2 separate regions of the Mus musculus genome follow, and region 1 is linked to region 2. A link is a contact called in public HiChIP or PLAC-seq data. All regions are on one chromosome and are shown on one strand. Each heading gives the region's core, a stretch centred on a gene start, on an enhancer-like site or on the middle of the called end of the contact. The rest is flanking DNA. Distances are from core to core; before and after follow the strand shown. Region 1 has its middle 72 kb from the start of Gm30032. Region 2 has its middle 44 kb from the start of Gm36535.

Region 1 (5,940 bases), core at 3,006-5,505, 210 kb after region 2:
ACAACCATGCTTCCCAAAGGTGGGCCACTCTTGGACGATCCCTTCATGAAAATGGTGGTGGGATGCTGTGCGGCCCGAGAGTTAGGGTCACTGATGACGGCCATACTTCCCAGGCAGCTCCTTCATCCAGGGTTGAGACTGGAGAGTTCAGAACCTGGCCATCAGTGTTCCCTGAGATGTCTCCACCCCCAGACTGGGAACTGTCTGCATGATTTAAGGCAATCATTGGGAAGAAGTCCCCTAAACTCTCCACAACCCAACCCAGCCTCATTCACCATCTCCCTCCAGAAACTAAAGACCTCTCAAGCTCCTATACCATCATCCACCTCTCCCTTCTCTGATTGTTCCACCTATGCCCTTTGCATCACAGCTCGAAGCTTATGAGTCCTGGCTCAGCCTTCTCTCCTCATGACATCTACTATGTCAGCCATGCACCACCAAACGGTACCCAGTACAAGCGTCTCTTTCCATTTGACTCTCAGCCTGAGCCATCTGCCTCACCTGAGCACACCCCCACCCACCACCCACTCCGCCCCTCAACCGCTTCTGCAGCCGCCAGCGCTGAGAATAGCAATTTGACCAGATCTCAACCTGCGCAATTTATATCAACTGAACCCTCTTAACCTGCTAATGATGGCTGCCTCCACTTCCCAGATATAACACCTTTTCACCCTCCCCTCCCTTCCTTCCTCTCCACTCTGCCCTCCTCCTGGTTAAAGGGTCCCCAGAGCATCTACACACTAGATGCTCAATAAACACACGTTGGATGAACATCTGAAACTGCACGGTGACAGAGCCCAGGGGATGCAGGGAAGTTGCTGATCCCTGAGCTGTGGCCAGCCTCTTAGAGGAACTCTCACCGACTAGGACACAGTCAGGTCCACCGGACACCCCTGATTCCCACTGCATGGACTCCGGATGAAATAACATGCCAGCCCGATTCCTGAGCTTGTCCCTGGTTACAGACTGCCATAACTGTTAGACACACAATCTCTGTCTGCTGAGATTGGCCAGTGATTGCTGTGAAAACCAAGGAAACCACAGCAAGGATTTGTAGTTGCCTAGATCTGATCCTCTTCAGAGCAGCAGCTCTCCTACGGTTGGGAAAGATCAAGTCATCTGTGTTTTTAACTTCATTAACTCCATTTAGCTTGTGCAAATGTGTGTGTGTGCACATGTGTGTGTGTGTGTGTGTGTGTGTGTGTGTGTGTGCATGCGTGTATTTATACTTGCCTGTGAATTTACATGTGTTACTGAAACACAGAGGACAATCACAGCTACTTGTCAGTGGCTTGCAATTGCTCTCTCTCTCTCTCTCTCTTTCACCTCCTTCCTTCCCTCCCTATCTCCCTCTGTGTATGTGTATGTGTTTGTGTGTGTGTGTGTGTGTGTGTGTGTGTGTGTGTGTGTGTGTGAGAGAGAGAGAGAGAGAGAGAGAGAGAGAGAGAGAGAGAGATGGTGGAGTCTCACTGTATAGAACAGGCTGGCCTCAAACTTGCAATTCTCCCACCTTAGACTCCAAACTATTGGCATAATAGACAAGTGCCACCATCTCTGGCTCTAGATATATACATTAATATATATTTAAATTTTATTTTGGATGAGGGTTAAGCCTCAAGCACCTCTGAGCTATGCCTGGAGATCTATTTTCAACATTTTGTATTTTGAGATACCATCTTCCTAGGTTGCACGGTACGACCTTGAACCCTCCCCCATCTCCCTTCCTTTCAATTTTCTAGTGTTCCTGAAGAGAGCCCCCAGGATTGGCTTATAGTTTTTGAATGTACAAAGGGGATGTTCTATGCCCTGTACCACTATTCCTCATGCTGGAGTGGAAGTAGTATTTCCAGAAAGGCTCTGTATGAGGTCAATGACCTTTCCTGGAGTAACAGGGAGGATTGTGGTCTGATCCTGAGTCAGACCCAACCTTCCCTCTGCCTGATTACCTTTCCTCAAGAAATGGCTCTTCCCTAAGCCTCAGTCTCCACATCTGTAGAAGGGGCTGCAGCGGTGAGCTCAGAGCTACAGAGCTAGGCTCATAGGAAGTGTGGGACATCTGTGTGGTCATCTGAATATGAGCTATCTCCTCAAGGTCTGTACTCTGAGTATTATTATTTTAGAAGGTTCTGGAATGTTTCAGTAGTGGGTGTGATTGGAGAAAGTGGTCACTGGCAGAGTGGGACTTTAGGGGAATTCCTGCGCCCTAGCTCCTTCCCTCCTCTCCCTTCCTGTTCATGAGGTGGGCCATCTCTTCCTTTACACTGCCACCACTATGGACAGAACCTCTGAACAAAACAAGCCCTTCTTCCCTTAAGTGACTTTTGTCATGGCAACAAGAACAGCAACAGGTACCTGCCTTCTGCTCTCAGTTATGCAGTGGGCTCAAGGGTGTAGGGGATGGTGGCTTCCTCTCACAGTGCACAGCCAGCCAGCACAACAGAGGTCCTTCTCGGGTCAGGTCCCAACACAACAGAAACCAGAGACACACAGCCATGTGTTTCTGGGAACAGGGAGGCTGTCCCAGTGAAGTCACATGGGGAACATACAACCACAACAGTAAGAGCTTGAGAACGAAGGCTAAACCTCTGGGTCATTTACTCAGAACAGTGGCTCACAGCCTCTGTCTGTTTCATTTCCCTGCAGATCAGAGCTCACACCTCTGAGATGAGACAGGTACAACCCAGGTTCCAGAACTTAAAACACAGGAAAACTGAGGCTAACCCACATTCTGGACAACACACATCTCCATGCAGGTGTCCTATGACCCGGAAGTGGATGCAGGCATTTTCCACTGACAGCTGTTGGGAAAGAAGCAGCTTAGGCCATAGAATGCTTTTCTTGTCTTATGGCTCAGGATATAGTTGCAAGGTGGTGGCTACAGTTTCAATTCCTCTTTTTTTGTGGAATTTTGCACTTGAGTGTGACAGTGCTTTTTCCTCTGAGTCTCCTGTAGCCAGTCAAAATATGTTTTGCTAACTCATGGTCTTGTGGAGTTTCTCAGGATCAAGGAAGTCATAAACCCAGGCACCGGGCTTTAATGATGAGGAGTCAGTGAAAACGTATTGCTCTCAAACACAACTTTTGAGTATCGCCCTTTCTCTGCCCTCCCAGCTCTGTTTCTCTTGCCCCACCCCTGTGTGTGTTTCTCTTCCTCTCTCCCTCTCTTCCCTTCCCTGTTTCTTGCTCCTTCTCCCCTACCCTCTCTCCTCTTCCTCCCTCTCTCCTCTTCTTTCCTCTCTCCTTTCCCCCTCTACTCCCTCTCTCCTCCCCCCTCTCTCCTCTTCCTGCCAAGGGGACCAAGAGATAAGCAGTGTTCTACAGAGGCACAGTCCCCAAACACCCAGGGAGTGTCTGCACCTGCGGGTTCCAGTCCGGGAGGCACTGGAGTCTGCTGGAGGCAGAAAGCAAGGATGAATATGGATCAGAGCTTTCTGCCATAGCATGGTGGGAGGAGGTCTAGATCTGCAAGTAGATAGCGGGCTGCCTATTTGGTAGCTTCAGTGAACTTTAGGTAGGGGCAGTCCTGGGTTACCCACTGCCCATCTGTGCTAGCTACTTTTATGTCAACTTGAGACAAACCTAGACTAATCTGGAAAATGGGAATCATAACTGAGAACTTTCTCCATAGGACTGGCCTGTGGGCAAGGATATAGGGTATTTTCTTGATCGATGATTGATGTGGGAGGGAGGGAGCAGCCCTCTGTAGATTACGCCATCCCTGGGTAGGGAATCCTGGGTGGTATAAGAAAGCATGAGCAAGCCATGGGGAGCATGCCAATAAGCAGCATTCTTCTATGGTGTCACTTCATCTCCTGCCTCCAGGGTCCAGCCTTGAGTCCCTGCTGACTTACCTCAGTGATGAACCATGATGCAGAAAAGTGTAAGGTAAAATAAGCCCTTCCCCTTCACAAGTTGCTTTTAGCCACCATGTTTCAGCACAGCAACAGAAACCCCAGCTAAGTAAGTAAGGCTCAGGATGACTCAGCGCAGGCTGACTCCCGGTTGAGGACAAGGCCCCCCAGGTGGTAGAATCCTGGTAAAGTGAGCAGGTGGGTGGGGTCGTGCTGGGATCCAGCTGGTTTGCCCCTGTCTGTAGAAACCAGCTGATCTGGAAAGAGCAGTCTATCCCCAGGCCCAACAGTCCCCAAGATGCCAAAACACAGAAAATAAAATTACGGTTTAAAAACCCTAGTGAATACTTCCCAGTTCCCTGTCTCCGTTCCTCTTTCCTCCGCCCATTCTGATTCTCTCCTGCCTCTCAGAGACTTGCAAAGAGATCTTAATCACGTGCACTCAAGCGGTTATAAAAGAGCTGAGAAAGATGCCCGGGAAGGGTGGAAGAACATCAAGAGCCACCAGGGAAGGAGAACCCCACTGATGGGCGACTAGATGCAGTTTCTGTCCACCAACGAGAAGCCCCATCCCTGCAGATCTGTGTACAGCATCCCTCCCCTGCTCTGGTACTGGTATCTGCCCGATCCCCAGACCTTCCACCGTCCCATGGGTTGGCTGTTTTACCCAGACCTAGAATTACCCAAATCCCCTTAAATACATGGTTGCAAATGAGGACGGTGGGGTGTGGGGGGGAGGGCAATAATTGTGACAGTAACTCACAGGGCCAGGCCTGACACGTCTCTAATTGCCTGCTAAAATTGTCGCTGTCTCCTAAAGTGCAAATTATCACCCGAAATGACAAGAGTAATGAATGAGGGGACTCTGATGTAATGCAACAATTAGCCCTCAAAGACACTGTCTAATGCGGAGAGGCAGGGCTCCCACTCCTCGTTATTAAGTGCCTGATAATTATTTAATTATCTATCTGCCAGCATGATTACTTGGTTTATTTAGCTGCAGATGTGGGCAGGAGCGTTAGGGTTTAAGGTCAGAGGAAGCCACCCCAACGCCGGCCACCACCTAGGCAGCTTGGGTGTTAGGGGCTACTCCTTGTCTGACACCCCTAAATGGCTCTGGCAGCCTGAACGCAGGGTCAGAAAATTGTTCCTTCTTCATACCCGGCTCTGACTCAGAGGCTGGGGCCCTGGAAGACCAGCGCTGAGGAGCTCGGTGTTCCTCATTGTAGGCAGGAGGACATGACTATCCCCACCAACCTGACTGGTGCTTCCCCCAAGCTGGGCACAGGGCCAAGTCTCACAGCAGAGTAAGCTCATGTCATCATCTTCATGTAAGGAGACAGTGAAAGCTGGAGAGGAGAGCAGGAGAGAGAGAGAGAGAGAGAGAGAGAGAGAGAGAGAGAGAGAGAGAGAGAGAGAGAGAGAGAGACTCTCGACCAAAGTCCCAGGGTAAGTGGAAGGTTGAGTGATCTAGGGTCCTCTCACTATCCCAGAACCACTTGGCCAACAAGAGGGCATCGACACATGGGTGGGTCCAGGCTTATGCTTGGCAGAGCATGGGTGAGGACTGGAGAGGGTCAGTACCCCCTCTTTCATATCACAAAATTAATGATGGGCAAAGAAGGAAGGGACCTGACCCATCTGCCCATTGGAGGGTGCTCCAGGAGGAGACACTGTGGGCTGTTCGAGGGGCTGGACACCAGCAAAGGTGCCTAGGAATTATAAAGGTTCAGCCCTCCGGTCATCTGTTTCCTCATCTGTGAAGACAGACATCTTGTCAGGGATGGGGGATGCTGGAGACTGGAGCAACAGGAAGACTAAGTCCTTGGGGTAACCACAGCTCACAACGGTAGATCACCCTACCCCGCCTCAGCCAGGACAGGACATGAGCACACAAAGATGACAGATGTCTGATGTGATGAAGATGCTGATCACCCTGGCTCCATCGTTATGCGTGACACGCATGTATCAAAACACCACACGGTATGACACGAGTATGCATAATCATTACACGTCAATTAAAATAAAAATTAAAAAAAAAAAGCCCTCAGCATCAGGCACCCTCCGTGAAGCATGCTGTGGAATTTCT
Region 2 (5,680 bases), core at 307-2,806:
ATAAAAAGGAGAAAAAAATCAATGGTGTAAAAGGTTTAGCGCTTAATGTCTGGGGATCATTCTGAACGGCAAAGAGCTTGGGCAGATCTACTCCTCTGTTTCTGTGGATCTGAAGCTCACAGTATGTCTCACAGACTCAGGCCGGCTCTACCTCACAGCTGCTGCTGTCCTTGATGATCATCCCACAGCTGCAGGAACATCAATATGCTAGGATCACCGCAGGCTGCACCTTAGCCAATGGTCTCCTGGTTTCTCCTCAGGATCACTGACCCTACCATGTGGTGCAAAGCCTCAGTCTTTCTCCATGAGCCCTTCATGCCTTCAAAATCATTAACACCCGGGAAATTGTCACACATTACCAAGTTTGGCTGCCAACTGTAGACCCCTCTGGGCTATGGCTTCTGTGTGCTTCCCCCAAGAAAACACTTATCAGCTCCTGCCTCAGTGATGCTAGCCTCTTCTTAACCTCTGCTGACTCTTCAGCCCTAGCCAACCAGCATCAGCTGTCCCGGCACAGCAAAGATGTCACATCAATGGTCTGGTCTCTTGTTAATCACAGCCAACTTTCAGTTCCGACTGATCATAACCACAGATTCTAATTCAAAATATCACACAAAGGGCCCTGATAGAGTCATCACTTTCCTCAGAAACTTGAAGCTAGACCTCCGTTCTCTGCACTGCTTTTAGCAGTACCCTGTGTTCCCCTAAGCTCTGAACACTCAATAGCTTTTCTAGCCTGATGTTCCAATCTCCTCCCACAATCCTCCCCCAAACATGGTCAGATCTGTCACAGGAACAGTCCACTCTCTGGTACCAATTTGTGATTTAGTCAGGGATTCTATTGCTGTGGTGAAACCGTATAATCTAAAGCAACTTGGAGAAGAAAGGGTTTATCTGGCTTATATATCCCTACCACATATGTGATATACTCTATCACAGTCCATTACAGACGGAAGTCAGGGCAGGAATCTGGAAGCAGGAACGGAAGCAGAAGTCATTGGAGGAACACTACTTACTGGCTTGCTCCCCCCTGCCCCCTGGCTTGTTCGGTTGGTTTTCTTATAATCCTGGCCCAGACATGGTACCACCCACAGTAAGACAGACCCTTACACATCAATCACCAATCAAGAAAACACCCTACAGGCTTGCCTACAGGCCAGCCCGAGGGAGGCATTTTCTAAATCAAGGTTAGCTCTTATTAGACAACTCTAGCGTGTGTCAGGTTAAAAGGGGGGGGGGGGGGACCCTAACCAACATAGTTCCAAAACCACCCAGCATTAGAGATAAGTCACACATTGAGACCCTGTGTTCCCTAGTTGGGGGAGACATGCTTCCGCCGTGGGACCCAAGGGCTGGATAGAACAGAAATGCTTTCTGCTTCTCACAGAGGACTGTAGCCACAGGCATCCCTGCCCACGGCACCTGGGGATGCCGTGCTGCCTGTCATCACCACAGATGCCCAATGTTCCGCATGCTAAGAATTCCACCGACGCTGTGGTGATAGCATGTGAGCCAGGAACCTAGCTCTTCCGAGGGAGCATAGCGTGTGTAGCAGAGTGAGGGAGGACTTCAGATACAATGTAACTGATCAGCGGAGCTAGGTGTGGGTGTGCGCTGGGCAACCTCTGCTTGGAATGAGAGGAAAGTGGCTGTTTCTGATGAGTGCAGCTAGGGTGTAACAGGAACCTGTGCAAATAGCAGCTTGCCTGCTTCTGGGAAAGGACACAGAGACAGAAACCAAAAGGACTCTCCCTCCTCCCTTCCGTGTCTTTCCTCACTCTTTCGCCTCCCTTCCCTCCCTCCCTTCTCTCTCCCTTTAATATCTAAAGCATGTGGCAATGGTTGGTTGAGAAACAAGCTCATTGAAAAGGAGCAAACGATTTCACCCATGAAACAATTGCTTGAATCCAGGAATCCCTACCACAGGCAGCACCTAGGTGAGCTTTCTGCTTTGACTTCTGACCTCTGGCGATCAAACTGTAACAGGACCTGCTTCCTGATTGCTTGGAGGGGGGTTGCTCAAAGCCGCAAAGCCAAAGCCTGCAAAGGCAAAAATGGTCCAGACCAGCCTCTTCCAGCCGCCCTGGGGGCTGGTACAGGTGAACAGTGTTGCACCTGATAAAGTGCACAGTTACCATTTTTAATTGATTTCTGACACTGAGCTCTGCCTCCCACCTCAGATCTGTGCCAAGGCACCGGCCTCCACCTTCTGCTGGAAGCCATGGCGGCTAGAGCTGGTTTCCAAAGGAGGGAGCGCTCACTCTTCTATTTTGCATTTGTGCTGATTTGCATATTAATAGTTTGCATATTAACCAGCGACTTCAGAGGGTGGGCGGGCTAATGAATGCAGCCATCTCTTCAATTTTAACTCAATTTGCCTCCCCATACCCCAAAGACTCGGGGGACGGGTGTGGAAGACTCATTGAAGTGATCCCGCAGCCCCAGTGTGGGCTGCTCTGCCATTAATCCAATTAATTAGCCCAGCGGATGCAGCCGCCTGGACGAGGGGCCTTTGTTTGGTGCTGGGGGCTAATGACAGCCCCAAGCTGATGGAATAATGGGAAGAGCTAAGGAGGGTTTGACCCTCAGCCAGGGTCCTTGGGTGGAGTGTGGAGTGGGACGGTGGCTTGTACGTGGGGCAGCTGCTTCCATAGGCCCTCCCTTACAGCCTTCCTCAGACAGTCACATCCTGACTGTCCTCACTGTTCCCCGTGACATGTCTCCCATGATTACTCCCACCTTTCCCCTGCTCTGTGCAGAGAGAGCCTTGAGCCTCAGCTTCCAGGGAAGCCAAAGACAGAATCTGCAAGAGACGAGGGACAGAGAATGAACCCTCCACAGGCCTGCCACACAGCCCTGCCACACAGCTCTGCCATGCGCACTCTACAAGACATCCTGGCTTCCCATGCCAGATCCTGGGACTTAGCAGATCCACCTTCCTCAACCCCTGGACAGCTTTTATGTCCTGGTTACTTTAGATTTGAAGCCACTGCTATCACCTTCCCTCTCTAGCCTCAAACCTCTCCATCATCATCATCTTCTTCAAGATGTTCATGCCTTGCAGGAGAGTGGGACAGGACACACAGTGTTTGTGAGTTGCTCCACTGGAGGCCTGGCATCCGGGACCTAGGACTCTAATGTGTCGAAGAGAATAATGGGGACATAGAGAGCAACTCTTCCTTAAATGAATCCCCCCAAAATGACAGTCTTGGGCATAGGGATGGCCATGTCTGTAAAGTGTTGATCAGGAAAGCATGGTGCAAGAGACCGAGTACCCTCCCCAGCACCCACAGAAAAAGTCCAGCTTGGTGCCGCCAGGCCTGTGATTGATCCCAGCTTGGAGATCACAGCCAGGAGGATCCCAGGACTCACAGAACTGCCAGCCCAGACAGGAGGCAAGCTCCAGGTTCTACGAGAGACCTTGCCTCAAAATGTACAGTGGAAAGTAATACAGGAAGTTAGTGGGCATGGAGCCCTGGCCTTATACATGAACATACATGCATGTGCTCACACACTGTTTAAATACAGGATCACACGAGACCACAGAGTAACACACCCCATCCTTTGCTTGCTCAGAAGTCTCTTGTCCTGCAGTTCAGGAGGGGGATGGATGCCAAGCTAGGTCAGGTTTCTATGCTGTCCCTACTATACCTGTCATTATAAAGACTTCTTGGGTTGAGTATCTCTTCCAGTAATACTCTATAAAAGTCCCCAGACCATGGGAGGGGCAGCCCGCTTACAAATCACCTCAGCAGAGTGGCTGGCTCCATCAGCATGTAACACCGAGCAGTAGAGCCCAAATACACATCTCGTTCTGAGGCGGCACGGGCTCAGGGAACTTGCTGGAAATATTAAATTAAGAAGAGTAACAGCTGAGAATAATTGGGTTTTCTGCCCCGTTGCCTGTGATTTTGCAGTGGTGTTTGAGGCAGCTGGGCGGATCTGTTTGACTTGGGCTGGGAGAGGTTCCCAGGAGCTCCTGGAGGTGAGAGACTGGGTGTGACTCTGCCCCTGCAGAGAATGGCCCTGGGAATCCCAGAACCATCATTTCTGAGTTCAAAATAACTACCGATTCTGTGTTTGGGCTTTCCATGGGTTGTGTGACATGGATGGGGAAACCAAGTCCTTCAACCGAGTACCTTAGTTGGTAACGGATCTGGGTTTTCATTAGCAGTCACCAAAAGACATTTGCCCTGGTCCCGCACTCCTCCTTGGGAACGGCAGATTAAAACCATTCGAAGGGTGGAGAGGGGCTTGCCCTGTGGATAAAGTGCTCGCCACATCCCGGAGGACTTTTCTTGAAGGAAGTCTGAGAAGCAGCTTTATCCACCCATGGACCAGGGATCCACTTACCAGCCACTTCGTACCACCATGTACCCATCCACTTACAACCCATTCATCCATGACTGGTCCGGAGTTCATTTCACAGAAGCCCGTGTCCAAAAGATACACACAAAGAAGGTAGCTAAAGAACAGAGAATTGATCACCCAACAACTTCCCTATCCAGAGAGAATGAGGATATAAATGGTGGAGAAGAGAGACAGACTATGATAATAAATCAAACACGGGATATCTTATTCTTTCTGGGAAAGGGCAGAGATCTCCCATGTGATGGGTACCACCTCTTTTCCATCCTTCCATGGACTGGTGCTTTTGGTCATGCTGGCTGATAGGTGCCTTTGCTGATGAGGTGAGAGGAGAAAGACACTAGGACAAGCTAGCTAGCTACAGATTTCCAAAACCAGCTCAGTGGGGTACTTCTGGAGGAGACACTGGAGAACATTGGAAGGCCAAGGCAGCACAGGGGGAAGACACATTATGAAGACACAATGTCAAGCTCTCCACTTCATTCTAGTAATAAATCAGATCTCTAAAATCCCAGGGATGGAGTTGACATAAGCCAGGCAGGATGGTTCATCCTGGTTATCTCAGCACTTGGGGACTGATCAAGAGGCTTTGGAAATTAGCCTAGCCTGGCTACAGTGTGAAACTCTGGAGTCTATGGAGTGGCCCAGCAGAAAAGGCCTTCCTATCTTTGAAAACTCAGTCAATCGCTACCCTGCTTGGCAGAAATGGCCCTGCAGCAAAGTTAACAGGAAGTTAATACAGGGGTAGCACATTGCTCAGGCCATCACCTTTAGAGCAAGCACCTTCAGGAAATGCTAGTGAGGATACAGACAGCTTCTCCCCCCAGAGACAGATCCACGCAGGTATCCTTCCACCCCTCCATCCACCCACATGCCCATCTACCCACCTGTTCTTCCATCTGTCCATCCACACATCATCCATCCACTCACCCATCCATCCACCCATTTCTTTATCTATTAATTCATCTTTCCACAGTCCGTCCATCCACAGGGTGGCTAGATGGCCCAGATTAGAAGCTACTCTGAGTCAGACCACTGTAGTCAATGTCAAAAAACATGGAAAACTTATGAGGTCTCCAGTGAAGAAATGATTCTCATGGGGCTATCCACTAATCCACCCATCCATCCATCCACTCATCCATTCATCCATCCATCCACTCATCCATCCATATATCTATTCATCTACCCACTCATCCATCCACCCACTCATCCATCCATCCATCCATTCACTCATCCACTCACTCATCTACCCACCCACTCACTCATCCATCCATCATCCATCCATCCATCCATCATCCATCCATCCATCCAT

What was found. HiChIP or PLAC-seq counts read pairs in DNA pulled down with a chosen protein or histone mark.
Region 1: a contact with region 2 is called in an H3K4me3 HiChIP or PLAC-seq map of embryonic basal ganglia, with 2.6 times the contacts expected there. The contact joins two enhancer-like sites. A contact is called at or near these places in 1 of 484 Hi-C or Micro-C datasets (nephron progenitors), 2 of 115 datasets of contacts at active chromatin or transcription factors (embryonic basal ganglia and embryonic forebrain) and 1 of 9 other capture datasets (embryonic tail).

The regions. Positions count from the first base shown.
Region 1 is chr5:112,046,001-112,051,940 of GRCm38.p6, forward strand. No RefSeq gene overlaps it. Among named protein-coding and RNA genes, the nearest start is that of Gm30032, 72 kb to the right of the region's middle. Within about 2 kb of position 4,256, at least 20 of the 459 cell types and tissues checked have an H3K27ac peak or open chromatin away from gene starts, as enhancers often do. A contact at or near this core is called in embryonic basal ganglia, where this site is marked.
Region 2 is chr5:111,834,500-111,840,179 of GRCm38.p6, forward strand. No RefSeq gene overlaps it. Among named protein-coding and RNA genes, the nearest start is that of Gm36535, 44 kb to the left of the region's middle. Within about 2 kb of position 1,557, at least 35 of the 459 cell types and tissues checked have an H3K27ac peak or open chromatin away from gene starts, as enhancers often do. A contact at or near this core is called in embryonic basal ganglia, where this site is marked.